Regions from separate parts of the Mus musculus genome. Here all the other regions are linked to region 2. Evidence: chromatin contacts called from public promoter capture Hi-C data. All regions are on one chromosome and are shown on one strand. The core of a region is the stretch at or near the end of the contact, and the rest is flanking DNA. Distances in the headings are between cores, read along the strand shown. Region 1 holds the start of Dennd2c (DENN/MADD domain containing 2C). Region 2 holds the start of Mab21l3 (mab-21-like 3). Region 3 holds the start of Tent5c (terminal nucleotidyltransferase 5C). Region 4 holds the start of Syt6 (synaptotagmin VI). Region 5 holds the start of Trim33 (tripartite motif-containing 33). Region 6 holds the start of Nras (neuroblastoma ras oncogene). Region 7 holds the start of Ap4b1 (adaptor-related protein complex AP-4, beta 1).

What was found. Promoter capture Hi-C pulls out the DNA fragments that hold promoters and counts their contacts.
Region 1: a promoter capture Hi-C map of hippocampal neurons shows a contact between it and region 2, with 4 times the contacts expected there. The contact joins the promoter of Dennd2c here to the promoter of Mab21l3 in region 2. A contact is called at or near these places in 2 of 39 promoter capture datasets (hippocampal neurons and liver).
Region 3: a promoter capture Hi-C map of liver shows a contact between it and region 2, with 4 times the contacts expected there. The contact joins the promoter of Tent5c here to the promoter of Mab21l3 in region 2.
Region 4: a promoter capture Hi-C map of liver shows a contact between it and region 2, with 2.7 times the contacts expected there. The contact joins the promoter of Syt6 here to the promoter of Mab21l3 in region 2. A contact is called at or near these places in 2 of 39 promoter capture datasets (hippocampal neurons and liver).
Region 5: a contact with region 2 is called in a promoter capture Hi-C map of hippocampal neurons, with 2.7 times the contacts expected there. The contact joins the promoter of Trim33 here to the promoter of Mab21l3 in region 2.
Region 6: a promoter capture Hi-C map of liver shows a contact between it and region 2, with 4 times the contacts expected there. The contact joins the promoter of Nras here to the promoter of Mab21l3 in region 2. A contact is called at or near these places in 3 of 39 promoter capture datasets (hippocampal neurons and liver).
Region 7: a contact with region 2 is called in a promoter capture Hi-C map of liver, with 4 times the contacts expected there. The contact joins the promoter of Ap4b1 here to the promoter of Mab21l3 in region 2.

What each region holds. Positions count from the first base shown.
Region 1 is chr3:103,100,062-103,104,133 of GRCm38.p6, forward strand. It overlaps Dennd2c (DENN/MADD domain containing 2C), which reads left to right and starts at 2,598. Exons shown (of 19, transcript NM_001384113.1): 1 at 2,598-2,677.
Region 2 is chr3:101,833,917-101,837,804 of GRCm38.p6, forward strand. Mab21l3 (mab-21-like 3) reads right to left here and starts at 2,307. Exons shown (of 7, transcript NM_172295.4): 1 at 2,005-2,307; 2 at 1,078-1,348. The coding sequence starts at 1,326. Gm33381 (a long non-coding RNA gene) reads left to right here. Exons shown (of 3, transcript XR_003954538.1): 3 at 887-1,503.
Region 3 is chr3:100,487,692-100,491,612 of GRCm38.p6, forward strand. It overlaps Tent5c (terminal nucleotidyltransferase 5C), which reads right to left and starts at 1,501. Exons shown (of 2, transcript NM_001142952.1): 1 at 1,403-1,501.
Region 4 is chr3:103,573,031-103,576,928 of GRCm38.p6, forward strand. It overlaps Syt6 (synaptotagmin VI), which reads left to right and starts at 2,215. Exons shown (of 8, transcript NM_018800.5): 1 at 2,215-2,510. The coding sequence starts at 2,348.
Region 5 is chr3:103,278,032-103,282,263 of GRCm38.p6, forward strand. It overlaps Trim33 (tripartite motif-containing 33), which reads left to right and starts at 1,262. Exons shown (of 20, transcript NM_053170.3): 1 at 1,262-2,415. The coding sequence starts at 1,848.
Region 6 is chr3:103,056,656-103,060,319 of GRCm38.p6, forward strand. Nras (neuroblastoma ras oncogene) reads left to right here and starts at 1,630. Exons shown (of 7, transcript NM_010937.2): 1 at 1,630-1,785; 2 at 2,250-2,377; 3 at 3,546-3,664. The coding sequence starts at 2,267. It overlaps Csde1 (cold shock domain containing E1, RNA binding), which reads left to right. Exons shown (of 19, transcript NM_001161854.2): 19 at 231-1,531. The coding sequence ends at 278.
Region 7 is chr3:103,807,290-103,811,071 of GRCm38.p6, forward strand. It overlaps Ap4b1 (adaptor-related protein complex AP-4, beta 1), which reads left to right and starts at 2,228. Exons shown (of 10, transcript NM_026193.2): 1 at 2,228-2,768. The coding sequence starts at 2,656. It overlaps Dclre1b (DNA cross-link repair 1B), which reads right to left and starts at 2,098. Exons shown (of 4, transcript NM_133865.2): 1 at 1,611-2,098; 2 at 783-948; 3 at 105-287. The coding sequence starts at 1,799. It overlaps Gm15471 (predicted gene 15471), which reads left to right. Exons shown (of 5, transcript NR_040412.1): 5 at 925-1,151.

The DNA.
Region 1 (4,072 bases), core at 1,348-3,847, 1.3 Mb after region 2:
CAGTAGATATAATTTCTATTTTGGGGATAATGAGCCAATGTAAGGTAGATGATGCCCTCAGGACACTCTTCATGTAGGGCAGCTGCGGGAACAAAGTTTGTGTGACTCCAGAGTCTGCACAACCTTCAGGCAGGACAGTTATCAGAAGAAGCCAAGGACATAAGCCACTGGCTTAATGCTAAGAAGATGGGCTTTGGGACTCAGAGACTAGAAGAGAGTTAAAGCACCTGGAACCATTTAAAAGTTTTTTGACAAAGCATAAGTCAACCATGGCTTTCTTAGGTAAGGCCAGACCAGTTATATGAAAGCTTAGAAAATAAGCACTTAGCCGGGCGTAGTGGCGCACGCCTTTAATCTCAGCACTCGGGAGGTAGAGGCAGGCAGATTTCTGAGTTCGAGGCCAGCCTGGTCTACAGAGTGAGTTTCAGGACAGCCAGGACTATACAGAGAAACCCTGTTGGACCACCCCCCCCCCAAAAAAAAAAGAAAAGAAATAAAGAAAGAAAATGAGCACTTGTGAGCAGTACTGAGGGAAGAGCTATCCTAGTGGGGGAGTCTTAGCTTGCTGAAGCAGGAGACCTCTGAAACGTGTTAGAAATATCCCTACTAGGTACAGTGGTGCATGTCTTCAGTCCCACACTCTGGAGGCAGAGGCTCTGAGCTTAAATAAGCCTGTTTTACATAGTGAGTTCCAGGACAGACAAAGCTACATAGTGAGGCCCCATCTATAGATAGATAGACAGACAGACAGGAAGACAGACGAGAGAGGGGAAAGAAGGAAAGAGGGAGAGGGGGAGGGGGAGGGGAGGGAGAGTACTTCCTGTTAGGAGATGCTCCAGCTATCCAGATTATATTTGCTCACACACAACTGTGTTGCCATCTAGTGGTTGGGTTGATAATTCACTGTTTATTAAAAAGGGGGTTATGGACTAAACATAAAGATTTTTTTTTTTTTTGGACACCAAAAGTATAAGAAAGATTTCATTCTACTTTCAAGTTTTTCACCCCTGAGGTTGTGAGATGTGTGGAGAGCACATCCCTCAAGACTTATCACAATGAAATTCGAGCAAATTCCTGAGTGTTTTCACTTTCTGCACAGGTAGCCGTGAGCTTAGGTGTGCCCCTTGGGACGTGCTCATACTAGCTGTGGGGTAAGACTCCTCTTCCCCATTCTTGAAGTTCAAATTGCTTTTCGGGGAATATTTATCAAGGACCTGATTTTATTTCATGTTGGCTTCCTAGTCACTAAAATAATACAAATTACTATGTATTATCTTCAGACTTAAAGGACACCTCTCACCATTAGGTGTAGCTCCATCCTACCCATGAGAGGGCAGTAGAACACATGCATGTTAATTAACGTTCATCTTGGAATTCAAATCTTCATCCTGCTAAAGAATCTTCGTGGATGCAAACTTCAAAATGTAAATCTTAAAAACGCTGTTTTAGTCCCGAATTTCACCTTGTACAACTATCTGTGATACTTTCCAAACAGACTAGATTAAATGCCACTTGTGTTGGCTCAGGACTATGCTTGCACCCCAGAAGCAGGGGTAGGAGGATAAGAAGTTTGAAAAATAATAAAGAACACACATGTCTACATTTAAAGACATACACATTAGGTAAGGGATCAATGGAGTTTGCAATGTATTCCAAACCATATTTACATTTATTTCCTCACTGGAGTATTTTAAAGGAATTGTCAATACTTCTCCCTCAGGTAGAAAGTAATCCTTTTACTGTCCCCACCTCATGTCCCCACCTCATAGCTTCACAAGGGATTGGGACTTTTTTTTTTTTTTCCAAGTCTTGGTTGAGTTGGCTGGTGACAGTCATCCGCGATGTGTAATTAAACACCTCTCTGTGGCAGTCTTCTATTTTGGTACCTCTGTGTGAACAAGCCAGGGAAGTTTGGTTACCAGACACAAGGTCGGATGGAGTGGGTGGGGTGGAGTGGGGCGGGGCGCGGTGAGGTGGGGCAGTTAGATCGTGCTGGGAAATAGGTTCCACTCATCCCAGTCTCGCAGAGTGAAACTGGGCTATTCTTGCAGCAGGCACAGAGCCATGTGCATACCTGAGCAAGATCGTGTGGTAGGGAGAATTTAAGCGTGAGTCTCAAGTGGGTGTGGCAACCCAGTCGGCACCCGGACTAGGCACCAAAGGCATCCGGCTTGTGATTCCAAACCCGGGGCCAGGTGCGTTATTGGCATCTCTTTACTAGCTGGCATTCCCGATGAATGTTTGCTCCCTGAGCTGCTTTGGGGTTTTCTTAAAGAAGTTGCTGTTTGGCTCCTCTGGTTCTACTAGGCTCTGCCTTGCTGTAAAGGTCTGTCTCGTGTAGTCGCACAGACCGTAGATCCGGAGATAGAGCTTTGGCTCCAGGCCTGGGCAGGGGCTGCACCGTGGAACCAGCGCGGTGCAGCGCACACTGGTACCCCAGCGCTGGGGGCGGAGAGACCGCCTGGCGTGGGTTCCGAGCCTTGAGGAGAGCCCTGGAAGGACAGAGCCTTACTGGGTGAGCTCGGGGGCGTGCCCAGGCAAAAGAGGGCGTGTCTTAGCCTGGAGGGCGGGGACTGCGGAACCTGTGGGGGCGGGACGAAGATGTGGGCGCTGGATCCCAGAGGCCACCGACGCGAGTCTGGGATCCCTGCGCGAGGCGGCGTCGCGGCCCAGGCAGGTAGGCGACGGGATGCAGCGAGGGAGTGGGGCCATGGGGCCTCTGCCGCTCAGCTGTTGGCGTCGCCCCATGGCGTCCCGTGTGTTCGTGGTCAGCCGAGAGCTGGGTACCTCGGGCCAGGGGAAGGCGGGTGTCAGCCTGCGAGCCGCGGGCGCGGTCGGGGGTGCAGGGCCGGGGAGCCCAGGCGCTCGCCGCCGCGAGGAAACGCGCCTATCAGGCGGTCTTGAACTTGGACGTGCCCGGACGGAGCACTTCAGACAAGCGGTAAAGCGTGTGTTCGCGCGCTTTGCTTCGGAACTACGGGGCAGGCACGATAGAGGAAGTCGTCAAGTAGTTTTTTAAGATAAAATTCCTACAGTGGGACTGGAGTAGGACTGTGGAGTAACCAGGAGAGAAGATGATGATTAGATTGTGAGTCAAAAGGCTTCGCTCTGGAGCTCAGAGCCGCAAACAAACCGTCACACCTCCGTCAGGGTTAACTCTAAGAGGTGTGTGTCCCCGGAGTGCAAAACTGGGACGCTCATGGGTTCTCATGTTCTGAGAGGAATGACAGTGTTCTACAAATGTCAGGCATTGTTGTTTGATACACACACACATGCACCCCGGAGCATGTGTAGTTTGTAAAACTACTAAGTGCCTAGTACAGTAGGCACCCTGGTAAACCTTTATCCCAAAGCTACTACTGATTCGCCTGTATTGTTAGAGAAAGTTCTAACTTCTGTTTACTATGTAAATAAGTTATCTAAGCGTCATTTCCACATAATCACCATTGTTTGAAGAGCAGAGCTATTCTTAACTGAGTCATGACATTTTCTAAAATAGCATGCTATCTGTATACCGTAGTGCAATCATTTACCATGAAGCTTGTACCAATCAGAAAATCTGTTACTTTGCCTTAGATTAGCTGAAGGTATTTCATAAAGTGAGCTGAGAGTACTGCCTCAAAACAAGACTTTTATTTTGCAAATTCAGGGGCTGCTTATAAAAAGATCTGAGTTCTCTAAAACAAAGTTAATGTGTGGCTGTGGCATTTGTACAGTTTTTATTATAGACATTTGTGTTCTCTACTTGTGTGTGTGTGTGTGTGTGTGTGTGTGTGTGTGTGTGTGTGTGTATTTTAGGGAGAGATGGGAAATTTAAAAAGGAATAGCAGTCTGTAACCATGAGGTTTCTACTAGGGATACGTAAGAGTGATCTGGAGTATTTTCAAAGACAGAAACCAGCAACTGTAGTAATTGTGTCTCAAGGCCTCTTGTTAGTCTGTTAAATGTGGCAATTGACTTTTTTTAGATGCAGAAATATCAGTGTTTTTGATTGAGAACAGTAGGCAATTTCTTTCCTTTTCTTATTTAAAATTTAAAATTAGGGCATGTTTGTCACCAACGTGCAAAGAAT
Region 2 (3,888 bases), core at 1,057-3,556:
AAATAATATTTAAGGTCCCTATAAAGTCTAACATCAAAAGAGCCTAAAACTGAAATTAGCCCTTCTCTTTCTCCATATTCCTATTTCCCCTCTTTCCCCCCTTTCCTTCCTTCCTTCCTCCCCTTCCTTCCTTCTTCCCCTTCCTTCCTTCCTTCTTTCTTTCCTTCCTTCCTTCTTTCTTTCCTTCCTTCCTTCTTTCTTTCCTTCCTTCCTTCCTTCCTGTCTGTCTTTCTCCTTTTTTCTTGAGTCAAGGTTCCACAATATAGTAGCCCAAGCTAATCAGGAATCCACTCAATAGACCAGGCTGGCCTTTGAACTAACAGAGAGTTGCCTGTCTCTGACTTCTGAGTGCTGGGACTAAAGGTAGGTTCCACCATGCCCAGCTTACAAATGAAGTAATACTTTTTGAAGATTTTGTTTTAATTTTACATGTATAAGTGTTTTGCCTACATGCATGTCTATGCACCACAAATGTGCCTGGTGCGCCTGGAGACAGAAGAGGAGATTAGATTCCCTAGAACTGGAATTACAGATGGTTGTGAGCCACCATGTAATGCTGAGAATCAAACTTGGGTCCTCTAGAAGAGCAGTTAATACTCTTAACTGCTGAGCCATCTCTCTAGCCCCCAAACAATATTTAAAAACTATCAGTTTTGTAGTTTTAAAACAAACAAACAAACATTGTCTTAAGTTCTTTTTGTTTGGTTGGTTTTGGGTTTTTTTGTAGGTTTTTGTTGTTGTTGTTGTGTTTTGGTTTTGTAGCTGTTTTTGAGGCAAGGATTCATGTAGACCAAAATACTCTCAGTTTCTGATCCCCATGTCTGTCACCGTGCCTGTGCCTGGCTACTCATATCCCAGTAATCCCACTCAGATTCTCATTTTACAGAAAGAAGTCTGAAGTCTGAGGCTCAGATAATTAACTGGCCATATGGACCTCCTCAGGGTGCTGAGGGTAGCCACCCTGAGTTCCTGAGAACGAGGCATCTATGGCCTCCAGAAGCAGGGGATTCCTTCTGATCAATGGCCATGGGATGGAGAGTTAGAGGGTGTGCCCAGGAGAGGCCAGCCCTGGCTCACCTTGCTCAGCAGGCAATGGTCTAAGTCTCCCTCTGGAAGAGACTTCATGGCTTCTTGGTCAACCCCCAGTATAGCAGCAACCTTCTGCTTTCTTTCCCGATGGAGGACAAATCTGGTGGGTAGCTTTCCCAGCAACGTTACTCTCTGGATAAAACTTCTCTGGAATTGTGAACGTGGACCAGAGACTTGACTTCTTCTTGCCTGCTCACTGCAGTTTTCCTTTCCAGCATGGAAGAATTCATCTGCCATCTTTCAGGGAACTGTAGAAAGACTAAAAAGGAGACGTGATGAAAACGAGTTGGAACTTATCCTGTTTTTTTTTTTTTTTTCTTTATCCTGTTGTCCTGGCACCAGGTGCACCTTGGTGCCCAGTACCTTACATCTCCCCGTCCTTACCTTGTTGACAGTAAATATCCCTTGGCCCTCCACTCCTGAAAATTCTGCAATTGATTTACTTCCTTACCATAAACAAATAAGAAATTGCAAACAAGCCGCCTGGTTTTTCATCATGCCCGGCACAAGGCTTGCCAATCAGATGAGGGCCAGGAGTGACATTTAGAAAAGCCTGAGCTCACAGGGACACTTGTGTATAGAGAGGCAAGCTTACATGCTCGCATAGTCACACACAGACACAGGCACACACACACACACCACATGCATTCACAGAGACACTTGTGTATATAGAGGTAAGCTCACACGCTCACACACTAATACAGACACATACATGAACTCACAGAGACACTTGTGTATACAGAGGCAAGCTTGCCCCCCCCCCTCTCTCTCTCTCTCACACACACACACACACACACACACACACACAGAGAGAGAGAGAGAGAGAGAGAGAGAGAGAGAGAGAGAGAGAGATACAAACAGGTAGATACACGCAGAGAAAAGTAGGGCAGAGAGTCCTGCCTCTCACCTGCTGACCTTAGAATGTGATTTCCCACTTGGACGTTGGCATTCAAAATATACTCAGTATAAACAGGCCCCTTAAGAGTCTAGGACACATCTAGTTTTACCAGTAAAACTCATCCTAGAAAACCGACAATAAGTTCCCAGTCTGACTGGTTGGGCCTAGTTTTACTCCAGGAGGGAAAATATCCCAGCAGCCTTATCTCCCTAAAGCTCGTGAGTATCACCGTCTTTGATCCGAAAGACTGACAGACAACAGAGCTGGCAGTCCAGTTCATGTCTGAGCAAGGCTTTCAAACAGGCAGCTCTCCAAGCCAGCCTCCTCAATGCTCAACCGCAGCCAATCCAGCCCTTCCACTCTCTCCCGCGGCCCCAAATTTGCATATCCTCCCAGACAGCTCCAAGGAGAGCCACATCAGACCCCACCCACCTCCCTCCTCCAGGCGCTGGGGCGGCCTTCTCCAGGCTTCATCTGCCAATCCCAGGTCTTATACCAGTCCTGAAAAACTGAGGATCCACAAAGGTCCCCAGAATCCCCCTCCACGCTGACTGCCTTGACTTTCCACCTGCTTTTCCGTGTCCTGGAAATCCCCTTCTCTTTACGGCACATGCTCTGAAATGGTAAGGGAATCTCTGTCCCTTGACTGCTGTTACTATAGTCATCATTCCGAATCTACCACATCAGCTTTTCACTAGTGAAACAAGAAGCTCTACCCCCTAATCTGCCTTTGGGAATTCTCTTTCCATGTTGCTTTCAACTCTGCTGAAGTCTCCCCACCCCCACACTCACTCCCTTCCCCACACACATACTTTTATTTTCACCCTAACTTCTGCTTTTGCTGGAATCACTACTGCATAGTCCCTGTCCTACGGCAGGGTCTTTCCCAATAACAATAAAGTTGCCCCGGGTTTCTGGAATTAAATGCCCACACCTTCACTATTCTTGCTCTAACACCGTCCCGTCTCAGTCACTCAGTACTACAGATTCAAGTGTTGTATCTGGAAACTTCTCTTGCTCCAAGATGGAAAGATACTTGCCAGGTATGGAGAGGGAATTCTGAATAATTGAACTATAGGAGGAACCCAGAGAAGGAAAGGCACTGTGAACTCAGGGCAGCTGCCTGTAGATGTATTCCCAGGAGAGCCACATCTGAAGATTGGTGTGTTGTGTGAACACAGCTTAGAGTAGCATGGCCTGGTTCCTAGTGCACTGGTAAGGTTCCACAGCACAGGGCTATGGCACAGATGAAGGCTCTGGCAGCTCCTATCAGACAGGCTGAGGAAAACAGGCTTTACCGGCAGACACAGATCTCTAGTTAATGGGACAACAGGTCAGCGAATGTCTGTTGGGTAAGGGTGTGCCTGAAGCACTGTGCCAGGCCACCAAGAGGGACCTAGTTAACTCAGGCTTTCCTCCGTCCTCAGGAAATAGAAATCCTCATTTTTTTTATAACATGCCAGTTTGAAAAATGGAAACCAGCTTTAGCCCAATTCAATCTGTAAGGACCAGGCAGGTGAGATGGCTCAGCAGAGATAAGCATCTGCCACCGAGCCGGAGGACCTGGGTTCGATTTCTCCCCACCTCCCAGGACCCATATGGTAGAAGGAAAGAGTGAACTGCCTCGTGTGTGCATCCACACATACATAGAAATAATAGATAGATAAATGTAATAGATTTGGAGGACCAATAACATGTTTAATGTCTGCTTTCCAAAGTATTCACAACATTTTATTTATAGTCTTGTGTGTGCACACAGAGGTCAGAGGACAAGCTTGGATGTCAGTCCTCAAGTACTTTCTTTTTTTTTTTTTTTTTTTTTTTTTAAAGATTTATTTATTTATTATATGTAAGTACACTGTAGCTGTCTTCAGATACTCCAGAAGAGGGAGTCAGATCTT
Region 3 (3,921 bases), core at 251-2,750, 1.3 Mb before region 2:
GCTGGGAGAGAAAAGTGGCTCTTCGTTACTCCTCACCCCACACCCTTCGACTGCGGGGTAAGATGTGGAAAAACAATCACACCTCTGGTGACTTCCAGCAAGATAGAATTCTTGGTAAGCCTTCCTACCACCCTCTTGGCTGCCTGGCTAGCTTTCTGGCTCCCTCGCTGCCTTGCCAAGCAAATTACAGTGGAAGTTGTTGTAGCCAGCAATGGCCACCGTCACCCTCCTTCCCAGAGTAGCGGGGCAGCTGGGGACCTAATTTAGGAGGATTTGACCATCTTAACTTTATTTCCAGAACACCAAACTCGTCATAATTCAAACTATTACATACACAGCTATTCTTAAAAAATCAGTAAGTCTATTAAATCTTTCGTTGTAAGCACTTTATCCTCAATTGAGGGAGGGGCTTAAGACTTGGGTCCGGGCTCTGAACGGTTTCTCCACATTAAAGGTTGAGAGGAGAGAAAAGAGGCCTAGACCACCTAGGGATGACAATCGATGCTGGTGGAAGTTTTGCGTTCTTGAAAAACCAACTAGGCATTTCCTCACCAGCCCTCCAGGACTTTGCGGTCTCCTGCCCTCCAGCCTGCCCGCGCTAGGTGTAAAGGCTACCAGCTGGTACTGCAGGTTCCTCAACTTCTTCCTATGGAGAAGGCTCTCACCCTCCTCGCAAACTGCGCTAAAGAAGTTCCCTGACCCGGACGATCCGGGAGCCGCGCCTCTAAGCCACCGACAGCACCGCTATCAGAGTCAACGGACTGACTACATGGCTTTCAGCCTACGCAGTAAGCGACTTTCGATCCCCAAAGGGGAGGAACCAGGTTTCACAGCCGCTGAATTCTCGAGAAGTTTCCGAGAGACGCGCAGCTTCGATCATTTGGCCGCGCTGGGTGTCCACAGTCCCAAAGGGAGAAGGATCTCAGCCGCCATCCCGGGCACCGAGCCCAGGAAACTGCCCTCCCCTCGCCGGCCAGGCTTTAGCCCCGACCGCTGCGTCTTCATCTGCGCCGCCAAAACCGCGGGGTTCAAAATCGCCCGGGTTCCGGGCTCGGTGTGCGCGCCACAGGGGCGCAGCTCAGAGCCGGAGCACCGACTAGGTGCAGGGAAAGAGCCCCCTACACTCCGGCTGCCGGGGCAGCAGGAACTCGCCCAAGTTTGCCAAAGCCCGGCCACGGTCTCCGAAAAGTTTGCCTCCTTCACAGAGGAAAGTTTGCGTGAGGGACGCGGGAGCCAGGCGGGTCCTGACACCTGCTGGCATCTCTCCTCCATCCCCGGGGCATGCCACCAGGCTCTGCCGGGACTGACCCTAAGCGGGAAAGCGCGGCCCCCCCCGCCCCCCCCGCCCCGGAGGACCGCAGCAGCATCCTCCCACCTGCGGAGGAGGGGAGTGTGGACTCACCTGGGCGTTGGAAGAGGAGGTGACTGAGGCAGGTGGTTGGCGTGGGCAGCCCCCAGCAGGAGCGGAGCGGAGACTGCGGCCCCTAGACAGCTGCGGCGAGTGAGCGGTCCGGCCGCCGCCCCCTCCGATCTTAACCGGCCTGACCACTCCCCCGCGCCTCCCCGCCCCTGCCCCCGCCCCGCGGCCGGCCTCCCGGGGGAGCCAGGGCGGGGCGCGCCGGCCGGGGCCCCGCGGGATCCTTGCGCCCCGCGCTGACGGCGGGGGGCCGGACGAACGCCGCCCTCTGATTGGCTCCTCGGGTCAATGGTTGCCGAGAGACGAGTAAACCTCGGGCGGCGCAAAGGGGCGGGGTGACCAAGAGGCAGCGTTGCGCAGGCGCAATAGAGAGGTGCTTTGTGGGCGGCGAACTAACTTTGGGGTTGAGGGCACAATTTTCCTCTGTCCTCTCCGCTCCACTCTGCCGTCTTCTTTAGCTTTCCCTTGCCTAGACTGTCCTTCCCTCTACCCCGCTTGCTCCCTGGCGGGCGCGTCTTCTTTCAAACTTTTAGGCGCTCCTCGCCCCAGTGCTCTCTGGTTTCCGGGAGCCGGGAGTGGAAGCCCACGCCTGCCTCGCGCGGTGTTTGTGAAGTCGGAAAACTCTTAGGTGGGCCCTGGAAAAATCTTTCTGATTCCTCGAACAAATTGGCTGGAGGTGAGGTCGTGGTCCTGGGGGGAAGGAAGCAGCTGTGGCCGCGCGGACCACCTGTGTGCAATTGGCGATCCCGGGAAGCTATCGCCAAAGCCTTAAGCACAGCAGCTCAGCTCTCCAGAGAGCAGCGCTGGTCTTTGCTGCTTGTTACTGCTCGCAGGTGTGGGACACACACACACACACACACACACACACACACACACACACACACACACACTCACTCACTCACTCACTCACACACACATAGTTGATGGCTCACACACACACACACACACACACTCACTCACTCACTCACTCACTCACACACACATAGTTGATGGCTCCGCTGTGGAACTCTCCTTCACCACTTAATTACCCGGAAGGCCTTGCAAGAAGCTATTGTGGTTTGGTCTTTATTTTAAGACAATGCCTCCTGAACCCCAGACAGGCCTCTAAGTAGCCTTGGCTCACCTTTAACTGATCCACCTCTGTGCACCTCCCAACTGCTGGGATTATAGGCGTGGTCTACCACGCCCAGCTTTACTGACCGTCTTGACCTATCCTCCAAAAACACTATTTCCCATCTGTATTATGGGAGGAAGGACGAGATAACCGTGAGATCAATATTATGGAAATAGCTATTAATCATGCACTGCTTGCTAAAAAGTTCATGCCAGGTACTAAATAAATCAGAAAGCAGTCGTTAATAAACACTTGTTGAGTTTCGTTTGACCCTCTCCTGGGTACTGGGGCCTAGATGGCTTCCCGAATCGGTGCTCTCTTCTGCCCTCTCCACCTCTGTGGAGCGTGAGTATCCGTATCCAGCAGTGTCTGCTAGGCTATGAAGAGTTCTCACACATGCACATGCTTTCTCTGGTAGGGGAGGCGAATTCCCAAAACTAAAACAGTGTAAGACATCAGTATGAGAACTTACATGTTCTTGAACACAAATTCAGGATATATGGCCAGCTTTTTTGTTGATAATGTGAGCCCTTTCTGATCTCACAGTGTCTTTTATTGTGTACAAAATGATGGGTGTGTGTACTCACAGAGCTGTCACCCAGAACATTTCCAGCTTAGCCATGGCCCCTGTCACTCAATAGATTGCAGGGTTACCAATATTAAGAACTCAGTCTTCATATGTCAATTGTTCTGGTATTTGAACTATTCATGGGGAAACAGAGGGTGAACATTTTTCTCTCCGTGAGATTTCTCTGTGGTGTTGTATGTAACCGTGGCTCATTCTTCACCACTGCATATTCATTAAATAACCAACACTTTATGCCCTCAGCTTACCGTCTGATAGGCACTTCATTTGCTTCAGGTTTTGGACAGTCCGTTGTGAAGTTGCTGTCAACATTCTTCCATATGTCTGCTATACAGCATTCATTTGTGCCAAGCACACGCTTGGAGACTGGAAATTCTGGTTCACAGAGTATACACACAATGTTAACCTTTAAATATATTTCCAATTATCTGGGTTATAAAAATAACAACCAAAGAGAAAACAACAAGCTTAAACCATAAAACAGACAAAAATAGATCTATCCGTAAAGCAGAATGGGTAGTCTGTTTAATGCTTCAGCCAGCACTGTAAAGATCCTGATGACCCCACGCATTTACCATTTGGTAACATGGTATTTAAAATGTCTTTAGTTACACTTTATTATTGGAGGGGGGTGTGTGCATGCCACAGTGGCTGTGTCGAGGGCATTGAACAACTCTTGGGAGCTCCAGCTCTCCACCATGTGGGGTCTGGGGGTGGAACTGAGTTCATCCTCAGGCTTAGCCACAAGCTGCTTTACCCTCTGAGCCATCTCCTTAGCCTAAGTGCTTTCTTTGTAAATTTACA
Region 4 (3,898 bases), core at 965-3,464, 1.7 Mb after region 2:
GCCATTATAGGTATCTGACTTGGTTTTTCTTATCTCCTACACCCACTGTCTCTGTGCTCGTCTCTTCTATCTCTTGTCAGTGTCTCTGTCTCTTTCCTGCAGTTACTCTGGCACTCCAAATGTCCTAGGAGCCTGGAGCTCAGGTTTCTTCCTGCAGCCCTGTCAGGGCAGAACCTCTTTCGCTCTGTTAGCTTGAGAAATGCCAGAGACGCAGAGCTGCCTGCCGAGTGTGGAGGTTGGATCCGGGAACAATGAGAAATTATCCGTTAATTCTCAGCTCCTGCCACCTGCTCTGCTCCGAACAGGCTCCTTCCCTTTCAGTGGAGAGGCAAATTCCCCTACTCAGTGTTAAGCAAAATATTGATTTCCCTGCGTCGCAGACCTGAGCCCTTGGAAAGGTGGTCCCCGTTTTTTGTTTTTGTTTTTGTTTTGTTTTGTTTTTCCATTCTTTGCAAAGGGAAACAAGGCGCTTTGTTCTGCTAATGTTCCCAGGAAACTCGAGAGGAGGAGGGAGAAATCGCCGCGGAGTGAGAGTTGCCATAAACACCAGCAGAGAGCAGCTCTCCATTTGTGTTTTACATAAACACAAAACCCCCGCTTGGGAAGCTGCTAATGAGAGTGTTGCCTGGGGCCTCGGAACTCCGAACTCTCCTCGGGGCTGAAATCTACATTGGTGATGGAGGGGAGGATATCGGGCGTCTGGGTTCCTCAGGTGGGTGGAAGGCAAGTGGAGAGGCAGAAGCTTACCTGTTGTTGGAACAGCAATCCAGCACCACTGCCTGGAAGGTGGTCTGGATTGAACCATGGATCAAGCCGTCCTCAGTCCCTTCCGCTCAAGTTCCCACACTTCTCTATGGCAGGCTCTAGGGACCCGGGTGGAAGCTGCGAACCCGCTATAATAGCCCCTCCCCACTCTTCCCTAACACAGCGCGCACAAGCTGATTATACCAACCGAATCTTCAGCACCGCGGACAGGGACACTGCGCCTGTTAGGAGAACCTCCAGGCTGAGAGAAGAGGTCTCTTAGGTTGAGGCCTTTCTCTTGCTACCCTGGGCACTGTCTGTCTCGTGTTTGCAACTATAAGGGCCAGTTGATGCGGCTGGTACAGATGGTGCATGGTGGTGATCGTCTGGAGCTACCGCTCCAAATCTCCTCTCTCTGGAACCTGAGTCGCAGCCCAAGCCACCTCCAATTAACGTGTATTCGGAGGAAGGACCCTCCTCCCTGACCACTCTCACTTGCACACACCAGCCCCGTAGCTGCAGGTGCAGGGGCTCCAGCTAAAGTTTCTTTCCCAGATCCTACTTCGGAAAGGCAACACAATGATGATAGGTGAAGGGTGGGAGTCTACTGTGATAGGGCCTTAAGGGAGTCGCTCTCCTGTCTGTTAGCAATGGCTCCTAGATTTCCAGGCCTGGGTGAAAGCATCCCGAAACTAACAGCCACCCTGCTTCTGAGTCTCACTTCACAGTTCCTGAGGGGAGCTCCTTTTACAGTCTAGCCTCCTATTTAGATTTCCGTCTTTTTGGTCCTTGTTATATATGCTTCATACAAAAATATATTATTTATGGTGGGTTTGGTCTGATGCGTGGAGGTGGGTCTGGTGGGAACCGAACCCCTTTCTGAAATGCTCCCCACTCCTATTCAGAAACTTTCTCCTCCTGTTGCCATGGAGAGAGACGGCCGCTGCCTCCAGTCGCCATAGCAACGTGCGGGTGCCTCGGACCGCAAGATTGCGGGGCTCTGAAAGTCTTCTTTACAGTTCCCCTCGCTCTGCCGTCTTGGGGTCTTATATCTCCGAAGCCCAGACCCGGAAAGTCTGGCTAACTTCTCCTGTTAACTCTCTTTGCAGGGTCCTCCCGCCATACAGTCAGACCACTCCTTTTTATGTTGTGTTATTGCGATGCCCACTTGTTTGGCATGTGGCAGTTTCCCCAACGTTTTCACAAGCACTACCTATATATTCCCAGGGAGCTCATAGAGCACCAGTAATTATTACACCTCGTTTACGAAATGGAAAACTGAGTCCCAGAAAGGCCCAAGGTCATATCCGCAGTGAGGACTCAGTTGGCCTTGATCCTGCATGATGTGGGACAGCGGGGTTGGAACCTGCCCGGACTCAGGCAAGTCCCTGAGTGTGGAGGGGGCGGCCGTGAGGCGCCAGACTTGCCAGCTGCCGCGGGATGCCACGTGAGGGGCGGGGACCCTGCGGGGAAGTGATTAAAAGCAGAGCGGAGCCTCAGGGGGCCGCTGCGGGGAGGGTCTTCTTGGGGCCTTCTTACCCCGCCCCAGTCCGGCCGCGGCTGGAGTTCGAGCCACTACTCCGCTGGCCTGAGTGTCCGGGGCATGAGCGGGGTTTGGGGGGCCGGAGGGCCTCGGTGCCAGGCGGCGCTCGCGGTCCTGGCTTCTCTGTGCCGGGCCCGGCCGCCCCCTCTCGGGCTGGACGTTGAGACTTGTCGGAGCTTCGAGCTGCAGTCCCCGGAGCAGAGTCCAAGCGCGGCAGACTCAGGTACTGGGAGACCCAGGTCCCTCTCCACTCCTGGATTTCTCTTCTCAGTGGCCTCCCCTGCCCAAGGTACCAGCCCAAGGGCCCCAGAACCTCAGAAGTCTAGCTCGGAGTCCCAGTCTGGGTCAGTTCCCTGGCTCACCGCCCGCAGGGAGAGATTCGAAGAGGACCTGAGAGGAGAGAACCCTTCTCCTTCCAGGTCACTAATTATGAGAGCCCGGAGATGCGGCATCCTTGGGGCCTCAGTTTCCCTTGTGTCTTGGGCTCATCCCAGGAGCGATTGGCCAGGGTGAGGGGAATGGAGACGTCCTGGGCACGGAGGAAAGCTGTGTTTCAGGGGGTGGGGGGCTGTCCAGGGTTCAGGATCTAGGATCCAGGGCTCATTAGTGACTGGGTAAAGGCTGGCGGTGCCACTGGGCTTGGGAAAAACTTGCGCCTGCAGCTGGCACGCGGTCTTTGTGTCCAGGTTTCTCAGCAGCGAGTGGCTGTCTGCGTCTCGCCGGGGGGGAGGGGGGACGGGGGGCGGGGTGGGGAGAGTGTCGTGGCGTACCCCCACCCCCACCCGGCACCCCTATAACTCGCTTCCTCGGTCTCTCTCTGACTCACTCGGACTCCGGGCGGGTGTTCAACTGAGCCGGTGCCTCTCACCGACTTTGCCAGGCGGGAACCTCCTGCCCCGGCCCCGCGGACCCTGCGCCGGACGCAACCCCGGCAGCCGCCAAGTCTAGGCGGCAGCCCGAGCCGAGTCCAGCTCCTGAGCCCGGGTGAGTCCTGAGCCCGAGCCCCTCGGGGACCCGGTCCTGCGTGCAGCCGCGACGTCTCGCGGGAGTCGCGACAAGAGGGGTGGCGTGTCGCGCCCTGGCGGCGGGAGCCGCGGGAGTGTCCGCGGCGTGACAGCCGACCGGCCCGGGTATGTACCTGCTGCACCAGTCTTTGCCGCCAAGCTCTCCTGCTGCAGCGGGATCCTTTGTCCCGCAATTAGGAGGGTACAGGACAGAGGAAGTATGGGTCGTGTCCCCTCGGAGGGAAGGGCCCGGGGGCAGCCTGCGGCCCGGAGCGAATGCGGCGTGGGGGTGGGGAGATCCTGCAGAGACCCAAGCGCTGGAGTTCCTTGGGGCTCTGCAGACTCACCGTACCTTGTCCGCGACTGAGACCCCGATCAAGACCCTGACCAAGACCCTAGTGGCTCCGGGCCTAGGCTTAAGTGGGAGTCGCTTCGTGGTTCCATATGGCTAGTGAGGGAAAGACAGGAGGGGGCTGCTAAAGGCAGAAATGTGGTCCTCACGCATCTCTCCAGGGACAGGTAATCAGGGACCAGGGGAGAGGTACCCAGGAGCAGGTGCAGGTCGGGCGAGCTCCCAGTGGCCTCAGATTCCAGAGCGCCTTTTCCA
Region 5 (4,232 bases), core at 12-2,511, 1.4 Mb after region 2:
TTTGTTTTTGTTTTTTCTTTTGGTTATTTTGAGACAGGGTTTCTCTGTGTAGTCCTGGCTGTCCTGGAACTCACTTTGTAGACCAGGCTGGCCTCGAACTCAGAAATCCACCTGCCTCTGCCTCCTGAGTGCTGGGATTAAAGGCGTGGGCCACCAGGCCTGGCCACATGGAGGCCATTTTTATTCAAACGACCACAAGTGTTATCTCCTATTTTTCCTTTCCTTGTTGAAGCCATTCCTCTCACACTAATTCCAGGGTCTCTGTTTGCCTTAGGCCCTTTGTTTTTTGCCACCTGCTCCTGTCTGGAATACTCTTGTGCAAGCCAGGTTTCTTCACCTTATCAGCAGAGCCCTTGCTCAATCAGCACAAATCCTTTACACTCGCCTTATTTTTACTCCAAAGCATTTATCATTTCCCCCGACATACTCTCCATGTTCATCCTCTAAACTGTCAACTTCTTGAAGGCAGAGAGTTTCTTTGTTCTCCTGCAGGAACCCCAACGTTTCTATCTTAACACGAAAGTCAGAAGAGATTTTGAAGGAATTGATGAAAAACGCTTTTCTGTGAATTTAAAAACTCACCCAAATAAATTTCCTGTATAACTACGGTCTAGGACGGGCTTGTGAGACTCACATTAAAACAGCTGTTGCACTTACATCATTTCCCCTCCCCCATTTCTTTTTGGAGGCAAGGTCTCCCTATGAAGCCTGATGCTTAAGCTGGCCAGGAACTCAGCAGTCTCCCTGCAGGTGACTACAGGTGGGCACTATATCAAGTTACACTTGTTCTGGCAGCACTGGCTAAATGAAGGTCTGATGGCAGCCTGAGGCGGAGAGGCCCGATACCAACAAAACAAAACCCTTTCATAAAGCTTCTAAGATTGAGGTGGTGAGGACAGTCAGCTGGCCCACCCGGGGACGCCGAGTGAGATTCTCGGGATATAATATTGGTTAGAAACATGGTCTCCCAAACTGGCACATCAGCCGCAGGGACTTTTCAACATTCATCTGGTTTTCAACTTCCTGATTCTGTTTTGGGGTGTGGCCCTGGCATCTCTGTTTAGAAAAAAGCTCATTTGATTGGCTTTCAGGTATGTAGCAACGTTGGAGAATCACCTTAAGAAGCTAAAAATAGCTATTAGAAGACTTCTGTCTCACCGCAGGAGCCTATATCTGGAGACTTTTGGGGTGTGTGTGTACGTGGTGGGGGGAACTCTGCGCAGCCGCTCTCGGGTGTCACAGCCCTCTAGAGAACGCGGTCCAGCAACACCCAGCGAAGACCCAGGTGGTCCGCACCTCCTCGGTAGGAGGCCTCCGCGACCAAGCGCGCGACAGGTGAAGCTTCCGCGGTGGCGCGCCCGTCGCTGGGGATGGCGTCGCCGTGGAGACGCTCGCTCGGGGGCGAACGCAAGCCGGCCTCCTACTCCTGCATGTTTTCCCTCCCTTCTTCCCGCACCACCGCGGCTTCGGCGCTAGCAGCCACATCATAGAGACCCAGTTCCACCAGCTCCTACCGAGCTACACAACTCCAGCCGGGTGGCAACAGACCACACCGAGGCGCGGAGCTGCATCGCGGTCTGTCCCGCGAGCGCGCGCGGCCGGAGTTCCCGCCTCCCTCCGGAGGACGTCGGTGCGTACGTGCGCGTGCCCACCCCTCCCGCCCCGCGACGCGAGGGCGGGGGCGCCGCGTGCGCGCGCGCTCTCGTGCGTTCGCTCGCTCGCTCGCTCGCTACTTCGCTCGCTCTCGGCGGCCGCTCTTGCTGTGGCTGCGGCTGAGGCTGGGGGCGGCGGCGGCGGCGCGAGCGGCGGGCGGCGCGGGGCGGTCCGGCGGGTTCAAAGAGGAAAACATGGCGGAAAACAAAGGCGGCGGTGAGGCAGAGAGTGGCGGCGGGGGCAGCGGTAGCGCGCCGGTAACCGCCGGGGCCGCCGGGCCCACGGCGCAGGAGGCGGAGCCGCCTCTCGCCGCGGTGCTGGTGGAGGAGGAGGAGGAGGAAGGCGGCAGGGCTGGCGCGGAGGGCGGTGCGGCTGGGCCCGACGACGGGGGGGTGGCCGCGGCCTCCTCAAGCTCGGCCCCGGCCGCCTCGGTCCCCGCGGCCTCAGTGGGCTCCGCGGTCCCCGGAGGCGCGGCATCGACGCCGGCTCCAGCTGCTGCCCCAGCCCCGGCCCCGGCCCCGGCCCCGGCCCCGGCCCCCGCTCCCGCCCCGGCTCCTGGTTCCTCGTCGGGGCCACCTCTCGGACCACCAGCCTCGCTTCTGGACACCTGCGCGGTGTGTCAGCAGAGCTTGCAGAGCCGGCGCGAGGCGGAGCCCAAGCTGCTCCCCTGCCTGCACTCCTTCTGCCTGCGCTGTCTGCCGGAGCCGGAGCGCCAGCTCAGCGTGCCCATCCCTGGGGGCAGCAACGGTGACGTCCAGCAAGGTGAGCAGCAGGCCGCACCCGGGAGAATCTGGTGTGGCGGCTTGGGGTGCCGAGGGTGCTCGGACGGTGCAGTGCAGAGAGGTCTCCGAGACGAAAGCTACGGCCCCGGGGACGGTTACCAGAGAAGCTGCACCGCCGGAGATATGGGGAGAGAGAAGGGAGGGGTGCCGGCTGCGAGGGGCTGGGGGAGGGGATGCTGAGAGGGAGGTTTGAGGCGCTTCTGCAGAGGGTGGACTAAAGAGACAGAAAAGGGGTGTACCGAACCCTCCGTGAGAAGTGAGTTGGGGTGGGAAGGCCTGGTCCGACAGTGTTGATAGCTAGGGGTTGGAATGGATTGCTTATTGGCCTGTTCGGTTAAGAGAAAGAGCTACCGATTAAATGGTAATAAAAGACATTGGAGTCCTTGGGTTAGAAGAAGGCACTAGGGTGACATTGCGATGAGGAGCTTGGTAAGTGATATTAGTTGTGAGGGGCCTGCGTGGTTAAGGGGAAATCCTGGGATTTGAGGATGAAGAGAGGAACTTGGAAGGGAAGAGTGTCAGGGAGAGTTGGGCTTATGTTATTTCATTTGTTATGCATTAATAGCTCAAGTATTCAGGGCACTGTGCTAGAACTGAATAAAATGCTCAGTGAGGACTCCTTCAGTCCAGTAGTGGAACCCTGTGTCACCTGAAGCAGTAGAGGTGTGGGTATCATGGTTGTGGCATTAGAAGGAAGGCCTGGCTGGAAAGCTTGAGTGACCACTTCGCGGGGGCGGACAGTATTCCCAGCACAGGACACTTTCTACAACTCTAACTAAAGGATGGTATGTAAGATGACTGGAAGTTAGATTGGATTAATTGGCTACATAGTTAAGGAAGTCCATCCTTCCAGTTTCTGGAAACTGTGTTTGGATTTGAGATGCCATATTGGATTTTTCTGTTTCCTAGAAAGATCTCTTGTGTAGTACTCTAGCAGGGTACTACATGCCCATTATGAAAGTGTTTCTATATAGAAATTAAATAAATATACTATGGGTAGATAACATCCTACAACTAATAGGCGTTCTGATGAGCTTGCTAAAAGGTTTATATTTCAAAGCTTTTTTATTTTTTAAAGATTTATTTATTTATTATATGTAAGTACACTGTAGCTGTCTTCAGACACTCCAGAAGAGGGGGTCAGATCTTGTTACAGATGGTTGTGAGCCACCATGTGGTTGCTGGGATTTGAACTCTGGACCTTCAGAAGAGCAGTCGGGTGCTCTTACCCACTGAGCCATCTCACCAGCCCTATTTCAAAGCTTTTGAATTAATTTTGGAACTTCAGGGAAGGGATTGTGGACTGTCCTAAAGGGTTGTTTGGTATTTATCCTGTAGACCAGAGGACCTTCCTGAAGGGTCTCTTTTATCCTAGGCTATAGGGTGACCTTGAACTTTTAATTCTATTGCTTTTGTCTAACTTCAGGGAGTACAGCCATTCATTCACCACAACTTCTGGATTTATGCAGTGCTGCTGATGGAATGGGGAGTGGGGACTTCATGGTCAGTTGAACTAGCCCAACTCTGGAAGAGTTTTTATATCAAGAGGAAAAATAATCATGTCTTGATCCAGAAAATATGGCTTAGCGCATTTGGAGGAATGAGGAGAGGCATGACTGCAGGTGGGAAGACCGGTTAGGAGAACTTTTGCCAATTCTAGGGAAGAAAATGTGTGGACTGGGCAGTAAAGACCTGTAGTAGCTGTTACACAGGGCACATTTGATAGTAGGGTGGGTGTTAGCTTTTTGAGAAATGGCTGATTTTGGGCTTTCCCCTAGGTCCATTTCCTACTTAGGT
Region 6 (3,664 bases), core at 380-2,879, 1.2 Mb after region 2:
TCTCATATGTAGATTAGAGTGGCCTTGAACTCCCCACTCTCTGCTTTGCCCATGGTAGGATAACTGATTACACCAAGAAGTGCATTTCTTGGTATATTCTATTTAATAAGTTTCTTACTCTTAGGAGAGAATTGGTAGTGGATATGATAAATACTTTCATAGTTGATTTTAGAATTGTATGTTGTGATTGTCAATACACTCAAATCATTAACTGTTATATTTCTTCATAGGGATTTGGTGCAGAAAGAAAGATCCGTCAAGCTGGTGTCATTGACTAACCACGTCCACAAAGCACATCATTAATTCACTATGGTCGAGTTGGGGGGATTCTGGTGAAGGGTTCTGAATATCTTTCTCTTCATCCCTCCCAAAATCTGGAATACTTATTCTATTGAGCTATTACACCAGTTTTAACACCTTCCTCGTGTTATGTTTAAAGAAAAAAATAAATAAATTTAAGAAACCATTTTAAAATTATGCACAGTTGCAGCCTGGAAAACTTAAAGGTGGCGCCTTATAGTGTCAATTTAGGAGCTTTATTTGGTGCATTTAACGCAACTGGTAATTGCAAATTCCACTTGGCCTGTGTAAGTGAACAATGCAGACTGTTACTTTGTTGGCCCTATGAAATTCTGCACTCTAGTCAGTATATACTCTACCTTCATGACTTAACACTCAGCTGCATTCTTTTCCTATTTTTTCCCTGTTCATTATGCTTTAATTCTGAGGACCATATGAAGGTAGAATATATTACCTTTAAAAATTGCAAAAATTTATATAGCAAACGATATTCTTAAGTTGATGGCCAAATGTTAAAATGTTATTTTCATATCATTTATAATCTTGTCACAATCCACTTAACGAAGTTTGATTACATTTCAGTGAAAATTATCTTCCCGAGTAGTTTTTTTTTTTTTTTCTTCCTGGGATGGGGGGGGTAAATAACTTTACTACAATTAGTATGTGTGGTGCAGAATTTCATGCAAATGAAGTGTGCCAGCAGTGTGATAATTTAAACATATTTAAACAAAAGACGAATGCACAAAATTGCTGCTGCTTAGATCACTGCAGCTTCTAGGACCCAGTTTCTTTTACTGATTTAAAAACAAAATGAACAAAAAAATAATAATAATAAAAAAGTTGTGCCTGAAATGAATCCTGTTTTTTTTAATAAATAGCCCCGTGGTTCCAGTGCCCTGTTCAATACAGGCACTTGATCCTTGGTGTAGCTTCTGTTCAACTTTGTATCACGGGAACGGATTGGCCTGATTTCTCGGCCTTCATCTTGAATTGGCCCCAAACAGGGTCCCTGGCAAGTGGAGTGAAGGCTTTTTGTCTAACAATGACAAGGGTCAGCTCAGGGGTTGTCGGGGAGGGCGCTTTCATCTTCCCCGTTGTCATTTGAGGTTTTGAACTCTGGGTAAAGAGGCCGTTTATCTTTGTAAACACAAAACATTTTTGCTTTCTCCGGTTTTATGTTAATGGCGAAAGAATGGAAGCGAATAAAGTTTTACTGATTTTTGAGACACTAGCACCTAGCGCTTTCATTATTGAAATGGGGGCGGGGCGGGGCTGGACTGGGTGCGGCCGGCTGCAAGACTCTAGTCGTCGGCCCACGTGGCTGGGGCGGGGACTGGGGCGCCTTGGGCGCCTAGTGATTACGTAGCGGGTGGGGCCGGAAGTGCCGCTCCCTGGCGGGGGCTGTTCATGGCGGTTTCGGGGTCTCCAACAGCTTCTCAGGTTGAAGTCCAAAAGCCTCCCGAGGCGGGGTCTGCGGAGTTTGAGGTAAAGCTCCGGCCTGCCTGGCGTCGGACTTCTCAGCGTGTGAACGCCTGGCGGGGCGGGGAGACGCGGAGACTTGGCGAGCTGAAACAAAGGCTTGGGTGGGGGACTCTGGCTGGCTCTGGGGTGATTTTCGGAGCCGGAAAGGGGAGTTTCGGGAAGTGGTTGTGCCAGGCGGACCCCAGAGCTTGGGTTTGCAGGAATTGGAAGAGGGGGGTTCTTTTCCCGTAAACTGAGGGCGGGGCCGAGTAGATTGAAAAAATAGTCGCTGGTCTTTAATCCAATAATCTGGCCCGCACTCATCTGCAAGGAATGCTATGTTTCTGAATCACTTTGAGAACTTAGTGGAAGGCCACGTGTATCGAATGGGTGCCTTAGAAACAGAAGAGTTTGGTAAACTCATAGAAGCCCTTGAAGTATTGTAGGTTTGGTTTGCCAGTTTAATCGTAATTGCTGCTTTTCTACAGGTTTTTGCTGGTGTGAAATGACTGAGTACAAACTGGTGGTGGTTGGAGCAGGTGGTGTTGGGAAAAGCGCCTTGACGATCCAGCTAATCCAGAACCACTTTGTGGATGAATATGATCCCACCATAGAGGTGAGGCCCAGCCCCTGCCTGGCCCTTATCCTCACTTTGGGCTTTCTCTTGCCCATAACGGCTCTTTGAAAGTAAAGAGAAGAGAAAGCAAGGAGGTATTCCAAAAAAGCAGTAAACAAGTTCGTGCTTACTGAGGATTTCCTTTTAAAAGAACACAGTTTTCATTGTTTCTTTATGTCACAGCTCTTTAATAGAAACGTAGGTCACAAGGAAAAAGATTGTAGGCGATCATACAGTGAGGATAGAGAACTCAGAGCTCTGGATAGTCTGAAGTTGTCATTTTTGATCTAGTCCAGATTGAGTTGGGGTAGAAACAAGTTGAGATTTTGAGTCATTGTATCTAGGAATTTCTTCACAATTTAGTTACGGATATTGAGGAAAATCACCTAAATCCTTACAAGTCTCATATTTCTATATGACGTTAAATTTCTATCACTTCCCTGGGATTAATGGTGCAGGTATGTATAAGTCCAATTTGTAAGCATTCAAGAGGCTGAGGGAGGAGGTTTCAATTTCTAGGCTTGCCTGAACTACTTACTGAGGCCCTGTTTACAAAAACCAAATATTTTTTTCATGTGTAAACCTGTTCTAACACACAGGAATGTTAGTTAAATTCAGATGTCTACACAGGTTACATTTTAATATATTCATGAAACAAAATATAAGCACATTTCCAAAACCACAGATAAGGTCTTCTAAGTTTGGACTATTATATAATAAAAATAAGAATTTGGCCATAAATCCATACTAGATGTTTCTGGTTTTGTTATTTTTTATTAGTGGTTTTGTTTTCTTTGGTTTTTTGTTTTTGTTGTTGTTGTTGTTATTGTTTGTTTGTTTTTTGTTTTTGTCTTAACCTCATAACTCAGGCTGGTTTTGTTTTTGTTTTGTTTTTTTTTGAAACAGGGTCTCACTGCACTACCCTGGCTGGCCTGAGACTTGAACTCACAGATATAAATTCACCTGCCCTTATGTCATGTGTGCATGCATGCGTGTGATTATGTATGTGTATGTTTGTTTGCTATTCATGCTACTGTTAGCGGGTTGAGGGTAAATCACATAGGTAGGCGTATTCATCCTGGTTAATTACATTTCTCTGGTTTTAAATAAAGATTGAGCCTGTCCTTGTCCCCCCCACCACCACCTCCTCACTCTTTCATATTCCCAGGATTCTTACCGAAAGCAAGTGGTGATTGATGGTGAGACCTGCCTGCTGGACATACTGGACACAGCTGGACAAGAGGAGTACAGTGCCATGAGAGACCAGTACATGAGGACAGGCGAAGG
Region 7 (3,782 bases), core at 978-3,477, 2.0 Mb after region 2:
TTACAAGAAAGGTGAGCAAGGCACAAAGATTTGGAAAACAATGAGGACCTTCAAAGAATTTTGATTCACTAAGCATGAATGGAAGAAAAAGGGAAACCGCTCACCAATTTTTATGTTGTGTTGTGGGAACTGTCGGATTAGCTGGACAATCTGCTGAGTAGCCTCTTGTCGGGAAGGAAGAACCAGGGCTGGATTGCAATTAGTGTTGTCTAGATACAAAGTATGAATCTGTTTCCCCAGTATCAGAGCAGGTTCCTTCAGCATGGATGGTGTATATCGAAAATCACCTGGAAGAATAATATGTGGGGTATAAGAAGTGGGCAAAAAACAAAGGCTAGAAGACAAGCCTCTTCTACCTTCAGTAGCAGATGGAGATTGGTTACGAGTTTATGCAAAAACTGTCCTGGCACTGAACTGTACAGTCTAGTTTCTTTGTGAAAATGTCTCTTTCCCACTCTTGGAGATTTTCTGTTTGATTGATGTTTTTCTTATGAGACAGGGTTTGTCTACATAGGCTGGGTGTCCTAGAACTCACTAAGTAGACCAGGCTGGCCTTGAACTCATAGAGATCAGCCAGCCTCTGCCTTCCAAGTGCTGGGATCAAAGGCGAGCACCAACATGCCTTTCTTGTTTTCTTGCTCTTGTGATTTTATTTAACAAAGTAAAGGATGGATGGTCAAGTAGGAAATCAGTTGGAAAGGGTCCCTGTGCCTGTATGGGATAAAGCTATCTTTCTGGGTAAAGGTAGCTATAAAGTGTGAGGAATGCCTTGGGAGGCTCACCTGTGTATAGAATTGTTCCAAAGTATCCTTCAAAGAGAAACATGACAGAACCAGGGCAGTGATTGGCATCTATGAGCGTTACAGTCATGGTTTCTTGCCCAATTTCATCTAGAGGTAATACATGACTCTCGCCAACCTCCAGGGCCCGGATCCAGTGCTTAGACACCTGAGGAAAACAGTTGGTCACCCGAGTAACCATAGACTTCTCTTTCATCAAGGAAAGCTGACCGAGTTCTGAACCACTCTCATGTAAGCTGTTATAAGGATTCCCAAGAAATCTCTCCTTCCTCTTCTGTCTCCCACCCTTTGTACAGATTTAAACTCAGAATCTGAAAACAGTCTAAATAAAGATTCTCACACTTTCTCCTATCATGATAATCCCAGCCATGGGTGGGAAACAACTGTCAAAAAAAGTTCCAGTCTCACACCAGCCACTTCTACTGACACAGACAAGATGAGGAGATGTTAGACAATATGTGTTTTTATCTAGCACATTAGATGAATTATTGGGGGCGGGCAATGAGTGTTGGGGATCTAACTTAGGGTTCTTGCACACACTAAACAAGTGTTCTATCACTGAACAGTCTGGTAGATTCTTAAATGCAAATTAGGAAAGCACTGGTTTTTGAAAAGATAGGAATCATTTCCTTGACTAAAAACCTCCAGGTAGTTAACTAGAAGCCAGTCTCATTCCGGGATCAATTCCCACATTTGTAAAAATTCAGTCCTTATGTCTCCCACTCGGTAATCCCCCAAACTGTGACAGATCAGAAGTCCCCACCCAGATTCCTGGACTAGGTCTCAGCGATCAAATCCCAGCCCCAATACCTGCAGGCGACGATGCAAGAGGCAAGCAGTGATGGGAGAGCAGTAGAGGGGCCGGGCCCAAGTGCTAGACAAACCCACCGTGTGGTCACAGTGCATGTGGGTTAAGAAGAAGAGCCGCGCCGAACCGGCACGGCGCAGGCTCCAAAAGTCCACAGCAATGGGCGTTTGGGGGATTACGACCCCGTTCATGGTGGCAGAGTTGAGGTGTCACCCAGTGGGGTCTTCGCGGGAACCGCACTCCTGAGTGAGGTTTCCACGACAGCGTCCCAATGACAAGTGGACTCTGGAACAAGTCCAGAAGCCCTAAAGGAAAACCATCCCAGAAACGGAATTAGTAGACAGAGTGAGAAAAAAGAAGGTGGCCGCGCTCGGGACGATCAGGATGAAAGCGCCCAACGCGGAAGAAGTCGGGAGAGCATCACTCACAACCGCGCGCTGGAGCTCGGGCCCAGTCCCCACATTGTCAAAGCTCGCGCGGCGGCGGGGAGACAGACCCTAGTAGTTGATTTCCGATCGCCGGCCGCGGCGCTCACACAGTGAGCTGCGCGCCTGCGCCGAGGGGGAGAATGGGTGGGGGAAGGGCGTCCGGAGGTCGGTGCCCCCCCCCCCCCCCCCCCGGACCTGCGCTCGGCGCTCGGCGCGACCCGGAAAGCTGCTCCTTGTGTCTCAGGGCGACGGGGCGGGATTTCCGCAGGAAGCTGTCTGGGGTGTCCTCGGCCACTGGGACTAGATTCCCAGGGAGGAGGCTGTGCTAGGTCTTTGGCCTTTTGCTAGTGTAGAATTCGTAACTGGGCCTAGAGAGAGTTGAGATCTGCTGGGCAGAGCCAACGGCCTGTGGGTCTCCGGGCGGCTCCTGAAGGGTCGGGGCTCGCCCGAGGACCCAAGAATGTGTTCCGCCCTGGGGGGCAGGCACAGCAAAGTGACATCTCGCCGTTAGTGTTTTCACTGACTACATCTCCTTTATTCAGGCTCCCACATCGAAATTAGGAGGAGCCCACGAGTTCCCTACGGGTCTGTGGAAACTGTCCCGTGAGTGTTGGCGACGATGCCATACCTTGGCTCTGAGGACGTGGTGAAGGAACTGAAGAAGGCTCTGTGTAACCCTCATATTCAGGCTGATAGGCTGCGCTACCGGAATGTCATCCAGCGAGTTATTAGGTATCACCAACCTACCATAGAATTCTAACTCCCCCCCCCCCCCCCCGGCCCCACTTTTAATCCTCTTCAGAGCTCTGCGATCACTCTGAAAAAGTTAAAGAAGGGCAGTTTTATCTTTTGGCCTTGAGGCTGCATTTCTGGGTTGTCATCTCAGTCTTCCGTGTGGAACACCATGCCCAGTTGAGAGGTCTCCTTCATACCACAGGCTTTAGCAATTGCGGCTGACTCCTGGTTCAATGACTTAACGTAGAACAGTTCTCCCTTTTTTCTAGATTCAGACCTGTATATCTTTCTGCTTGCTTTACATTTCGACTTGGATAGTTCATCAAAGATATGACCAAAATAATACTATCATTCTTCTCCTCTTTAAACCTACTATTCTGCTTGTATTTGTGTTATGAATGTCACCAGGCACCCTACCAAGCTTGCTAGTCAACCTTGAAAACATTGTCTACTGTCAGGTGGTATGAAAAATTCAAAATATCAATTCTTGTTCTTAAAGTTGTACTGTTGTTGGCTCAGGCTGTAATTACCAAAGCCTGTTGTGGTAGTTTATTAATAAGTAGCCTTGTCTCCTCACTTTGGTTAGGATTTTTTCTATTATATATGTTTGAACGTGTAACTAATCTATAGTTGTAGCTCAAAACTGTAGGTAGGACACAAAAGTCCCATGGGGTCCTTTTTTAAAAAATCGTGATCTAGGGATCAATTCTGATTTCATTAGGATGGGATAGAATCCAGGAACTGTATTGTAAATAAACAGTCTCAGTTGATTGTAGTAGTTTGGTTCCACAACATTGGAAACAGTAATCAGTGGAATGAAATCTAAACTTTTTGTTTGTGTTGTTTTGTTTTTGTTTTTTGAGACAGGGTTTCTCTGTGTAGTCCTGGTTGTCCTGGAACTCACTCTGTAGACCAGGCTGGCCTTGAACTCAGAAATCCGCCTGCATCTGCCTCCCAAGTGCTGGGATTAAAGGTGTGTGCCACCACCGCCTGGCTGAAATCTAAATTTTT